Linked DNA regions of Mus musculus: all the other regions are linked to region 1. A link is a contact called in public ChIA-PET and HiChIP or PLAC-seq data. All regions are on one chromosome and are shown on one strand. The core of a region is the stretch at or near the end of the contact, and the rest is flanking DNA. Distances in the headings are between cores, read along the strand shown.

Evidence for each region. ChIA-PET counts read pairs in DNA pulled down with a chosen protein or histone mark. HiChIP or PLAC-seq counts read pairs in DNA pulled down with a chosen protein or histone mark.
Region 2: an RNA polymerase II ChIA-PET map of memory CD8 T cells shows a contact between it and region 1, with 18 read pairs. The contact joins two enhancer-like sites. A contact is called at or near these places in 2 of 484 Hi-C or Micro-C datasets (CD4 T cells and CD8 T cells) and 3 of 115 datasets of contacts at active chromatin or transcription factors (double positive thymocytes, embryonic stem cells and memory CD8 T cells).
Region 3: an H3K27ac HiChIP or PLAC-seq map of double positive thymocytes shows a contact between it and region 1, with 8 times the contacts expected there. The contact joins two enhancer-like sites. A contact is called at or near these places in 4 of 484 Hi-C or Micro-C datasets (CD4 T cells, nephron progenitors and palatal mesenchyme) and 5 of 115 datasets of contacts at active chromatin or transcription factors (acute myeloid leukemia, craniofacial prominence, double positive thymocytes and 2 more).
Region 4: an RNA polymerase II ChIA-PET map of memory CD8 T cells shows a contact between it and region 1, with 18 read pairs. The contact joins two enhancer-like sites. A contact is called at or near these places in 1 of 115 datasets of contacts at active chromatin or transcription factors (memory CD8 T cells) and 1 of 9 other capture datasets (embryonic stem cells).

What each region holds. Positions count from the first base shown.
Region 1 is chr16:93,573,287-93,576,225 of GRCm38.p6, forward strand. No RefSeq gene overlaps it. Among named protein-coding and RNA genes, the nearest start is that of Setd4, 29 kb to the right of the region's middle. Within about 2 kb of position 1,400, at least 54 of the 459 cell types and tissues checked have an H3K27ac peak or open chromatin away from gene starts, as enhancers often do. A contact at or near this core is called in CD8 T cells, double positive thymocytes and memory CD8 T cells, where this site is marked.
Region 2 is chr16:92,639,924-92,642,862 of GRCm38.p6, forward strand. The region is part of intron 6 of Runx1 (runt related transcription factor 1); the gene reads right to left. Among named protein-coding and RNA genes, the nearest start is that of Gm30224, 45 kb to the left of the region's middle. Within about 2 kb of position 1,393, at least 32 of the 459 cell types and tissues checked have an H3K27ac peak or open chromatin away from gene starts, as enhancers often do. A contact at or near this core is called in CD8 T cells and memory CD8 T cells, where this site is marked.
Region 3 is chr16:92,714,228-92,717,166 of GRCm38.p6, forward strand. All of the region lies in intron 2 of Runx1 (runt related transcription factor 1), which reads right to left. Among named protein-coding and RNA genes, the nearest start is that of Gm30281, 47 kb to the right of the region's middle. Within about 2 kb of position 1,529, at least 92 of the 459 cell types and tissues checked have an H3K27ac peak or open chromatin away from gene starts, as enhancers often do. A contact at or near this core is called in double positive thymocytes, where this site is marked.
Region 4 is chr16:92,785,541-92,788,479 of GRCm38.p6, forward strand. The region is part of intron 2 of Runx1 (runt related transcription factor 1); the gene reads right to left. Among named protein-coding and RNA genes, the nearest start is that of Gm30281, 25 kb to the left of the region's middle. Within about 2 kb of position 1,436, at least 78 of the 459 cell types and tissues checked have an H3K27ac peak or open chromatin away from gene starts, as enhancers often do. A contact at or near this core is called in memory CD8 T cells, where this site is marked.

The sequences.
Region 1 (2,939 bases), core at 150-2,649:
CACAAACGCCCATACACAAAACACACACACAAATACCCTTGCATATAAACACCCACATAAACACCCCTCCACATACAAACACCCATACACATAAACACACACACACACAAACCCATGCACATAAACACTCATACACATAAACACACATGCACATAAGCACATGTGCACATAAGCACATGTGCACATAAGCACCCACACGCAAGCCTAGGATATGGAGGAAGACACATTTACACTGCTTGTGTGAACTTCCACCTCAGGTCTGTGACTTGAACCGTACTCTGGGCCTGGGCAGAAGAAATTCTCCATCCAATGGATCATGTGACCACAGGTTTTAATCATGTGACCACAGATTTCAATCATGTAACCACAGGTTTCAAGGACCAAGTCCCCACTCACCTAGTAGCCTCAGTCCCTGTCCACGAACACAGGCAACTTGAGGAGGAAAGGGCTCATTTCACCTTCCAACTGACAGCCATGGTCAATGGGAGGTGGGCATGAACTCAAGCAGAAGCTGAAGCAGAAGCCGCAGAGGAACGCTAACTACTGAACTACTCCCCTGGTTTACTCAGGAGTGGCACTGCTCACAGTGGCCTGGGCTCCCACATCTATCATTTATTGAGAAAACACTCCACAAACTTGCCTATAGGTCAATCTGATGGAGCCAACTCTTCAATGAAGGTTCCTCTTCCAAAATGATTCTACCCTGTTTCAACTCGGAAACACACACACACACACACACACACACACACACACAAACCAGCAGAGTCACATTTTTCTCTGTTACATTGGATGAGTCTCCCTGGCTGGCTGTATCCTGGATGCCCTGCATCCGAGAAGTGAGGAGCGTACAGAGGAGACCGTGTGCAGGCATTACCCCATCTCATGAATGGCTGCCACAGTCCTTATACCCATCTCATCCAAGAGAACAAATATCCTCATAGACATGTGTGAAGCGAGAGATCGTCACTCAACATTTAACAACCTGCACACCTGTTCGGGTTCATTAGCCGGCTAATGAAAATAAACCTTGGTCACGTCTCGGATGGCTGTTCATTGCCCTGGTTTCTGCAGACATACTGTAAAATTAACTGCGAACTGCTATTTCCTGCAGCCCCACCCCCCCCCCACCCCCCCAGGTAGAGACGGGTGAGAGGGCTAAAGAAGGCAGAAGCACACAGTGTCTGCAGAAATCATATTCAAGGGAGATCAAATGTAATGTTTTCTTTCAACTCGGACAACTGCTTTGAGATGTCCCATCCGAGCAACCTTGAACACAGCCTCCGGGGTTGGCCGATTACCCCTGACGAATACCATTTGTGCTTGAGTGATGTCGCTGATGAAGTCAAATCGTGTGTGGGGGTGGGGGGGGCAGAACGTGATGAAAGGGTTTTCAGTCTGCTGAGAACTTACTGTAACGTACACGCTCACGCTGAGGCCCCACTTCCTGCCCAGGACAGGCCCCGTGTGATCTGGGCTTCTTAGCTGACTTTTGTTTGTCGGTGTTCATGTCTCTTAAAGGGAGCCAGTTCTTTCTTCCCCTTTCCCAAAGCAAAAAGATGTACATAAACAAAGAGGGCCACCAAGCCCTGGTCGCTGTCATTCTGCACATGAGATAATAGTCAAAAACAATACCATGAGGTTGGCCAGCCAGCACGCCTGCAGCTGCTGCCAGCTCCCCTTGCCACTGTACACAAGCCATGGGCATGTCAGGACTTGAAGAATGAACCAAAGCCCAGAGAAAGAAAAGGCCCAACAGTGTTCAGGGTGAGTTCGTCTGGCCCTCCCTCCCCTGCTCACTCCTTCCCAGAAGCCCCGGTACCTACAGACAGACAGAACAAAGACAAAGCCAGCCCCACACCCGATGTTCTCACCACCGTCCCTGCCTCTCACTCTCAAAGACTTGACCACAGTCGCTGAGGGGCATCAGAGAGCAGCCAGGGAAAGGCTGGATGAACAAGAAGCCTGTGTTGTCTCCTCCCAGTCAGGGGATTTGGGCAAAGAATGGCCTTCCCCGTGAGCAAATGGAGGTAAAACTCCAAGTGTTGTGTTGGGCAGTCCGTGAAGCTGCAGCCCAACTTCCCATACGGTAGGGTGGTTGGTGGTCCAGAAGCCATATTTGATATTTGAGATCAGTTATGCTCCCCAGTGAAGAGACAAAAACTGTCACCACCCGGAGTCCTCTAAGCAGAGCTACCCCCTTTAGGGGTGCCACAGTATGAATGGATTACTGATGGTCACACAGACCAACCCAGAAGACAGGTATCTAGCATCCTTGGATTCCCTTGTGGATACCAAGGCCCTCTCACAAAATGGCAAACAATTTGCAAATCGCCCACACATATGTGTGCTTTAAATCTTTACTATTTAAAGCTTAGTCCAACGTAAACATTGCACCAATAGGTGTGCTGTTGACTTAGTTACCATTCACTGCTGACTTGACACAGTTTACAGTCATCTGAGAGGAAAGCAGGGATTGAGGCACTGCCTAGATCAGACTGACCTGTGCAGACTGTCAGGGTTATTAATTGGTGTAGAAAGGTCCGGGCCACCGTGAGCTGTACTGTCCCCAGGCAGGTAGTTCTGTGTGTACAGGGAAGTTAGCAGAGCATAAGCCAGCAAACAGCTTGCCTCCCTGTGTCCTGCTGTGTGTCCTTGGGTGTCAGTGCGTTTCCAGTTTGGAAGCAAGGCTTTGTGAATAGCAAGCAGTTCAGCCCTGATGTCCCTCTGGGATGGGCAGTGACCTGACAGTGGATGAGGTACAAGTTGCTTTTGGATAGTGTTTCTATCGCAGCAACAGAAAGCAAACCAAAACAATTTTCAACGCAAGGCTGATTGAATCTCAGATGCAGAAACAGGTCACTACAGAAGGAAACTTGGCCGGCCATGGGGTTTGCTTGGTTTTTTTGTTTTTGTTTTTTGTTTTTTTCCTGAGACCACCA
Region 2 (2,939 bases), core at 143-2,642, 930 kb before region 1:
GCAGGACAAGCCTTTTTCACATGCTCTTGTGGCCTGGCTCTCTGGATGCAGGAGTTTGCTCCTTACTCTGGAAGGTGGAAATGCTTCCTTCCCTTCGTACATTCTGAGGGTGGAGGGAATTGCCCTGACATGGTAACCCTACCTCTAAGAACCTCACAGACAGTAGCGAATATAACTTTTTCAAAGGGACTTGGAAGGAGCCTAAGACAATCCATTAGAAAACTGGAAATCTGGGGGCCACCTGAGAGCACGTGGCCTTCCTCGGTCACGTGGAGCTTCAGATGGGGGCATCTGCTCTCATCTAGGCTGATCTCATGGTACTTGGGAAGAAGGCTTTAGTTATAAAAGGCCACAGGAGAGAGACTCATAAATGTGTGTGGGATTACCCCAAGAAAGAGTTGCTGGAAGTCCCCTTACCCCATGATCCCCCTTAGGGCATGCTCAGAATTTCAGTATTCTGATTGGCTTTCTTTTCTACCCATCTTTAAAAATAAAATGCCCCGAAACATGACTTAGCAAGACATCCAGCACACAGTCTGATGTTATTATCAACGTCGACAGCAGCATCAACCTCCAATTACAACCAAACACATTCAGTCCACATCTTCTACACAAGTGGCTAGCCCAACTCCTCTCCATGCCTGTCGGCCCAGTAGCACACCAGTCCCTGAGCCAGGAGCACAAGTGTGTCCTTCCACACCACCTTCCTGCCTGTGCCTTCAGAGAGGTCTGGATTTGACTTCATATCCACCCCGTAACAAAGCTGGAAGAAGTTGGGGAGACTGTGTTTCTGTCTAGAAGTCACACCAGAGATTACCGAGCAAAAAGAACAGTGTAGACCTCGAAGTCTAAGCTCAGCTTCATCACAACGAATCCAAGGAAAGTTAAACTTTACAGCAAGAGGCTTAGAGTACTTATTTGGTCTGAAGGATTTCGGAATCAGCATCTTTACACCTTATCTGCATCTCCCCCCCTCCCCCAGGCAGAAGTCAGGACACCTTCATGATGGTTCCCAGGGAAATCAGAGCCCAAGACCTAAAATGACCCATGTGTGTTGCTTGGAGCCATTCCTAAAAGGGAGGTGTGAGGGACCAGGCCCGGCTACCCCAGAACTCTGTAATCTGCTCTACTCCTGCTGTAAAAGGAACGGAGAAAAGCCCTGAAATTTGGCAGGACTTAACAATGGTGTCCTGACTTGCGTAAACAGGCAGCCATGACAAAACAGCTTTCTATTCCACTCAAAGACTTGCTCAAATAGGAAGTCGAAATTAACCTCGGCTGTTTTAAAGTTAAAACCTCAACAAACAAAACAGTGGTTTGGTGGCATGGTAACTGTCTTCCCTCTCCATCTGAACCCCAGTGCAGATCACTCGAGGTGTCTATTTGGTAAGATAAGGAAATGTGATATTCTATACCCATGATCCTCTGCTGGCAGAGCCAAGGGGTGGCTCCAGCCTGCAGTCTTCTGCTGCTCCACAGACGCTCCCCTGCAGTGACTGTCACCTCTAAAGCTGACAATCATTCCTGTGTCTCTGTGGTGTCCAGGGGACACCGCCCTGGCTACTTCTGGGATAGTTTTCTTAAAACTGTGACTGCCATTTCAGAGAGCCACAGTCCCATGGTGCATCGCTTAAATTCCCACCTTAAGTAGGCACGTGTGCTCTACGGCTAGGACCAGGCAGTAACTGCCCGCAACGCCAGGAACAATGTGAAGAACTTGCCTGTTACACTATCCCTGTTAATGTTTACATTTCAAGGGTGAAAAAAAATCAGGAGTTCACTCAAAACTAGATTTGTATAAAATAGCACTTTCTTATAAGAAGAGATACCAGAGAAGAGCCGGAGAAGGGAGAAGGAAGAAAGAAGAGAGGAGAGAAACCCAGAAGGTGGGAGAGAGAACACAAGAAAGAGAAATTGGTTTTATATGCAGTATCTTCAATGGGGTTTGAAACCGCGTGTCTGCCTGGAGGCCAGTAAATCCCTGCTTATCAAATTTATATACTGGAGAGGAAAAAAAATCCACAATATAGTCCACACATCTTCTCAGAGTACCAACCAAGCCCCTAGGACACTCTAAGAGCAAGTGCAGTGTTCTGGAGAGTCACCGATGCGCAGCCACCTGTCCATGACCATGCCTCTGTGCACAGGTGGGTGGTTCCAAAGGCCCAGGGCTCCCTTGAGCCCACCCACCCTCTGCAGTTTCTAGGGACGAGGTATGTAAGACGGCAAACTGAAGCAGTCCGGGTTCATGAGGCAGGCAGAGGCAACCATCTGAATTTGCTCCTGCATGGTTTGGCACTGGCTTTAAAGACGCTTACCAGTTTTGGTTTGACTGTAAGTAAAAGACCAGCCTCCTTCTCAGCTCACGGGCGCTCGGGGCAGCCAGGAGAGGGCAAGAGAACAGCCTTTTCTTTGGGTTTTAGACATGGGATCCCGGAGAAAACGTGTGTGAACTTAAGTGAGAGTAAACAGAAGGCAGAGAAATGTCCTTGGATATCTCCTTCTCCCACAGTCCATCCATCTCACCTAAAGTGTGTCATTTGCCTCAATTCACCACCGAGCTGCACTGTGGGACCTTGGAAAATTAGTGTGGGTATTTTGAGTGATTATTCGTCACTATTACACACACACACACACACACACACACACACACACACACAAAAACACCTAAGGATTTTGGTGTGGCCTTTTTCTAAACATACCTAGGAAGAAAGCCTAATTTTTGTGTCTGTTCATATAAAAGAGAGGCGCTGTGCTGTGCTAACACGGTCTCATGTATCTCTGGTTGGCTTCAAGCTGGCTACGTAGCCATGGCTGGCCTTGAACTCTTGATTCTGCTGTCTCCATCCTGCAAGTACTATGATAACTTGACTGTAATACCATGCCTGGGGGTATAGGCTTTCTATATTACATTCTGGAAAATGTGGGCCTATTTGTGA
Region 3 (2,939 bases), core at 279-2,778, 860 kb before region 1:
GCACTCTGAGATGCAGGAGCACTCTGAGATGCAGGAATACTCTGAGATGCAGGAGTACCCTGAGATGCAGGAGCACTCTGAGATGCTGGAGCACTCTGAGATGCTGGAGCACTCTGAGATGCTGGAGCACTCTGAGATGCTGGAGCACTCTGAGATGCTGGAGCACTCTGAGATGCAGGAATACTCTGAGATGCAGGAGTACCCTGAGATGCAGGAGCACTCTGAGATGCTGGAGCACTCTGAGATGCTGGAGCACTCTGAGATGCTGGAGCACTCTGAGATGCAGGAGCACTCTGAGATGCAGGAGCACTCTGAGATGCTGGAGCACTCTGAGATGCTGGAGCACTCTGAGATGCTGGAGCACTCTGAGATGCTGGAGCATTCTGAGATGCAGGAATACTCTGAGATGCTGGAGTTCCCTGAGATACTGGAGTACTCTGAGATGTAGGAGCACTCTGAGATGCTGGAGAACTCTGAGATGCTGGAGAACTCTGAGATGCTGGAGCACTCCGAGATGCTGGAGCTGGTCACTCACAAAAGGACAATTCTGAAGTAAGTGAGAGAACAGGGTTGCTCCAGTGGCTACCTTTCTGTGGTAGATGCTGCTAAGCATTTTCCTCCAGACAGACACGTACTATAATTTGTGTACTTTTCAGAGAGCAAGTGGGCTCCTAGAAACAAGCTGACTTCTCTCAGCTTGCCCATCTCGCAGGCCTGGGACCCTCCCTCTGAGAAGGCTGTCTCACCCTCCGCTCTAGCCCTGTGCCTCTTCCATTGGCCATTTTGTAACTTCCCTAAAATCAGGAGGGTCTTGTGAAATTTTCTCTAGAAGAAATTTAGAAATTACTCCTGGAAAGCTCCAGTGGGTCTCTTCTCTTTCAAAGTCCTTTCCCGAGAGCAATCCACAAGTTTAAATCCAGTTCCCAAAAGTCCCAGGAACCGACAACCTGATCTCTGGAAAAACACAAATGAAGATTTCTCTGGAATTCTCAAGCTATGGTACAGTGAGATGGAAAGGGGCTGGCATTAACAGTCTCTCAGGATCTAACTGAGTTTTTTTTTTTCCTTGATTTTTTTATTTCTTGATTTTTTTTTCTTATTTCTTGACTTTAATAGTTAAAAGCAAAAAAGGAAGACTTACTCAACGAGGCCACGTTGGACTGAGGAACAAAGAGGCCATCTTCCTGGACAAAATGTCCAACTTCAGGGACATTTATTTTTTAAGTAGCAGGGTGGAAGGGGGGATTTTTTTTCTTTAATGACCTAAGCTGAAACAAAGGCGACAACAACAACAACAACAACAACAACAACGACACCCGAAATATCTTTGTCTTTCCTCAGGAGAAGTGTCTTAGGACAGAGTGGCTGCTACAGCGGAGGTGTTGCTCAATGTTGTGTTACAACACTATTCCAACTGTCGCTGGGGCGGGGATGGCAGTCTTGCATCAACCCCCTGCAAGGTGTTTCCTGGGCTTTGCAGACAGCAGTGGGGGAGGTGCTGCTCCTCTTGTGAAGGCAGATAATGCCTCCCGCTCCCTCAGCTATCTTCTGGGGCTCGCCCTGGAGATAACAGCTTCACTGCCTGAGGGAGCCCCACGCTCCCAATTTGTAGATCTATATTGATGAAGCTTTTTGTGTTTATCAGACACAGTTTTATCATTCCTCTCCAAATGCCCCCAGTCACACTCAGCCTTTGAACTTTGGCGAATTTATCAAATGGGAGCAATGATTGAGGAGATGTAAAGGCTTATCTGGAATTCTAAAGAAAGAGGAACCGAGCCACGGATCTCTCTGCTAGAGCAGGTCTTTTGGGTGTGTGTGTTTGTGTGCATGGGCTTGTGTTTGTGCGTGCTTGTGTGTGTACGTGTACACACATGAGCACAGGCATGTGTGTTTGCACATGCACACGGGCACATGAAAACAGAGGAAGATGTTTCTTATCTGGGGCAGTAGATTGCTCTATGTAGACATCTTATGCATTTTGTTTTCCTGGACACCTTGCCTTGGATCTTTCTCAAGGCCCCAGAGCAGGTGGTTGAGCTCAGCCTGACTCGCAGTGTGCACAGAATGACAGGCCCTGCATAAGACCCACTTTGACCTCATTTAGATCAGGACTCTCTGAAACCAAGTATCAGCCCTTGAATGGGATTCATGCTGGCTTGTGTTACTTGTATCTTCTTAACAGGCAAACAGCACGAGGCTTTTGAAAGGTTCCAGACACCTTTAGAATCTTGTTCCTTCGTTTTTTTTGTCTTGTTCCTTCTTTTTTTGTCTACTTTTCTCCCCCTCTCTCTCATCTCTCTTTGTCTCTGTTTCTTTCTGTCTCTCCGTCTCTCTCTCATTCTTTTATCAAATTCTACTCTGCAAATCAATATAGAAAGGCGGGGAGGTGGGGACAGATGAAGAGGATGAGGCCCCTCCCTATGCTGGCACAGAGGCCCCTGCGATGCTCCCAATATCAGAGAGAGGTATGGGAGGAAGGAGGAGAGAGAAGGGGAAAAGAGGGGAAGGAAGGAGATGAGAGGGAGGGGGAAGGAGAGGGAGGGGAGGGAAGAAGAAGAAAGGGAAAGCTCTAGTTACAGACCTGGAGGGAATTTCAGAAGGGAGTCCCTGCCCCAGAGTCCCCGTTCTTCCTTGGGTTTGTCCTCCAATCTCTTGTCCTCCAATCTCTCAGCAGGCTGTCCTTCTGAGAGGTACGATTACTCACCATTGGCAGCTATGGAAAAGGCAGCCTGATAATGAGACTGAGATGAGGCCTTTCATCAAATGATCTCTGCCATTATGTCCCCCCCCCCCCGCTTTCCTCTTCTCCTTATTCCCCCTCCTCCTCATCACACACACACACACACACACACACACACACAGAGGCACACACACATGCACAGAGGATGAGAGAGAGAGAAAGAAGAGAGGGGAGAGGTGGAGGGGGAGGAGGAGAA
Region 4 (2,939 bases), core at 186-2,685, 790 kb before region 1:
CCAGCCCCACCCCATGTGTGGGCTGAGGGAGTGGTCACCTGGGACCCTGTGCAGTGTCTCACTTTCTCCCTCTCTCTCTCACGATGCACGTGTTTCCCTAGCTACTGTATCTAAATGTCTACCCTTCAGGATTTATGCTTTGAGGATAGCTATCACATCTCGGCTGGGCCCATCAGGAAAGGGCTGAACTTTTTTTCTGTGAATATCTTGGCTTCCCTAATTTCCTTCCTCTTCAAAGAATTTACGGACACCAGAAAGTTTGAGAAAGGATGAAGAGAAGCCAATTTGACTCAAGTGGGGACCACAGAGATCAACCTTATTTCCCTAAGAAAGCCCTTGTGGGCCTCCTCAGAAAGCCGCCATGTCTAGAGAGCATGACAGGACAGTCGGAGATAAGAGGAGCTGTCCCTGTGGATCTTGGCTCCCTCCCACCTTTCCCCTGCCACACTCATCTTCCTCCTTTTGGGAGATCTTTTTTAGGCTTTGAGCACCAGATGCCTCAAATTTGGAGAGTGAGGGAGAGCCAGAGAGCCTCATCCACTTAGTCAGCTCTGGTTGTCTTCTGTCCTAAACAAACCACAAACTGCCTCACCCCAACACATACACGGTAAGCACAGCCCCAGAGTGGATGTCCCTGTCCCACCCTGGCCTATCCACCATAAGCACTGCCCCTAAGTGGATGTCCCAGAATAGAACCCCTTGCCTCAAAGAGGCCAGCCTCCAAAGCTCTCTTTCACTAAGCAGAGGGGTGCATGGTAAGTGGGTAAGTTACAGGTCAGCATAGGGGTCCCAGAATTCAGGCCTGAGGGCGAACAGGGCACAGCTGGGCAGAGAGGGCCTTTATCTCCTGCCAGTTGGACCCAGAGATGGTTTTGGAGGCTGGAGTGCTCTGTGTGTTCCTGGCAGATGTTTCCCAAGCTACTCTGGTGGCTGTGGCTCCGGGCCTGGCCCAGAATAACACATTGTTAGCATATGTTAACAGTCTGCCTTTTCTCCAAAGATCACATAATGCTTTCCACTTAGTGTCTGTCTCGCAAGTGTTACTATCTGTTTTATGGTCAACAAAACCGAGATACAGTGAGGTTGGGGAGCACCCACATCTGAGTGGGAATGGGTTGGGGGGTTTGACCCTGGAGACCTGTGCTTCCTGAGTCTCAGCTGTTATTCACCAAGTGCCCTCCTCGACGGTTCCTTCCAGAATGCTCTCTCTGACTGACTGATCTCAAGATCTGGTAGGAGTTAAAAGGAACACATATGTTCTGATCTCCTCAATCTCTCTCTCTCTCTCTCTCTCTCTCTCTCTCTCTCTCTCTCTCACACACACACACACACACACACACACACACACACACACACACACACACACACTGCAGTGTTTAGCATGTGGTGACAGATGAAAGAGGAGGGACTCTGTTTCGGTACAGGGTTTTGTGACCACACATGGTTTCTTTCCTTCGCCCCAGAGGAAGCACATGAAATCAAGACTGAGCTCGAGGGTTGCCCACCTCCCTCCCCTCCCTCCTCTCCCTCCCCTCCCTTCCCTCCCTTCCCTCCCTTCCCTCCTGTTCTTCCTCCATCTGAAGCCCTACTCTTTCTGTCCCCTGAACTTTCTTAGTAACTGGTCACTGATACCATTCCACAGAAAGAGGAACCACCAGGCTGAAGTGAAGTGGAAATTTCCAGAAGACTTCAGTGGCTCTGAACAAGGACAGCGCCATGCTGCTGGGGCAGGAGAGGCTTGCAGGGAGGCTGCTGATTTAGGGTGTGCTGACTCCCTCGTAGGCAGAGGGCTCCATAACTGTCACTCAAACGAAAGCAAGAGATTTCCTGGGTGGAGACACCTAAGAGGAGCTAGAAATGTAGAAAGCCAAGTCCTTAGGAAAATAACTACAGAGCAAAAGTTGCCAGGACTGAAGATTACAAAGCACAGCCTGGAAATTAAAGACCTAAATGAATGGAAAGACAAAACCACTGAGAGACTGTGCTCCATGCCATTGAGAGACTGTCCTCCATGCCATTGAGAGACTGTGCTCCATGCCATTGAGAGACTGTGCTCCATGACTTTGAGAGACTGTGCTCCATGCCATTGAGAGACTGTGCTCCATGCCATTGAGAGACTGTGCTCCATGACTTTGAGAGACTGTGCTCCATGACATTGAGAGACTGTGCTCCATGCCATCGAGAGACTGTGCTCCATGACATTGAGAGACTGTGATCCATGCTTTTGAGAGACTGTGATCCATGCCATTGAGAGGACAATCAAGCAATCTACAGATTGAATGTAGTACTTACTGAAATCCCAATGGAATCTCTCTTTCTCTCTCTCACTCTCTCCATGAGTGTGTGTGTGTGTGTGTGTGTGTGTGTATGTATATGTGTGCACACATATATGTGCAGATGTGTGTGGAGGTAGGAGGTGGGGAAACATACCTCAGATAGTGTTTGATAGTGCTCTGTTGTGGTTGTTTTTCTTTTTCCTAGACAGGGTCTCTCACGGCCTGGACCTTACTGAGTAGGTGAGGCTGGCTCACTTGATGTATTTCTCACCATTGAGGATCGCCATCTTTGGTCACTGCCACATTACCAGGACAGAACACATAATAAGCACATAGACAATCCTCAAGATAACAACTTACTAAATGCACACGGAGGAGATAAATATATCTGCACCTTGCCCTTTTGCAATAAAGCAAGCGAATACGAGGGGAATTTTGTAGTGCCCTGGGGAGCACAGCCGTGCTGGACGGTGAATTGTCACCACACACGTGAAGAAGCAGTGCTGATTTCTTTTGCTTCCTCCATCTGAGAAGCAAGTTTGTTCCTCTGGGCTGTCTCCAGATCCTCACATCCAAGGCTTGGCTCTCTGGATCACAATCCATGTGAAATCACTTCCCCATCTGAGAAAGTCATCAGGGGATCTTAATCCATCTTAATCATCA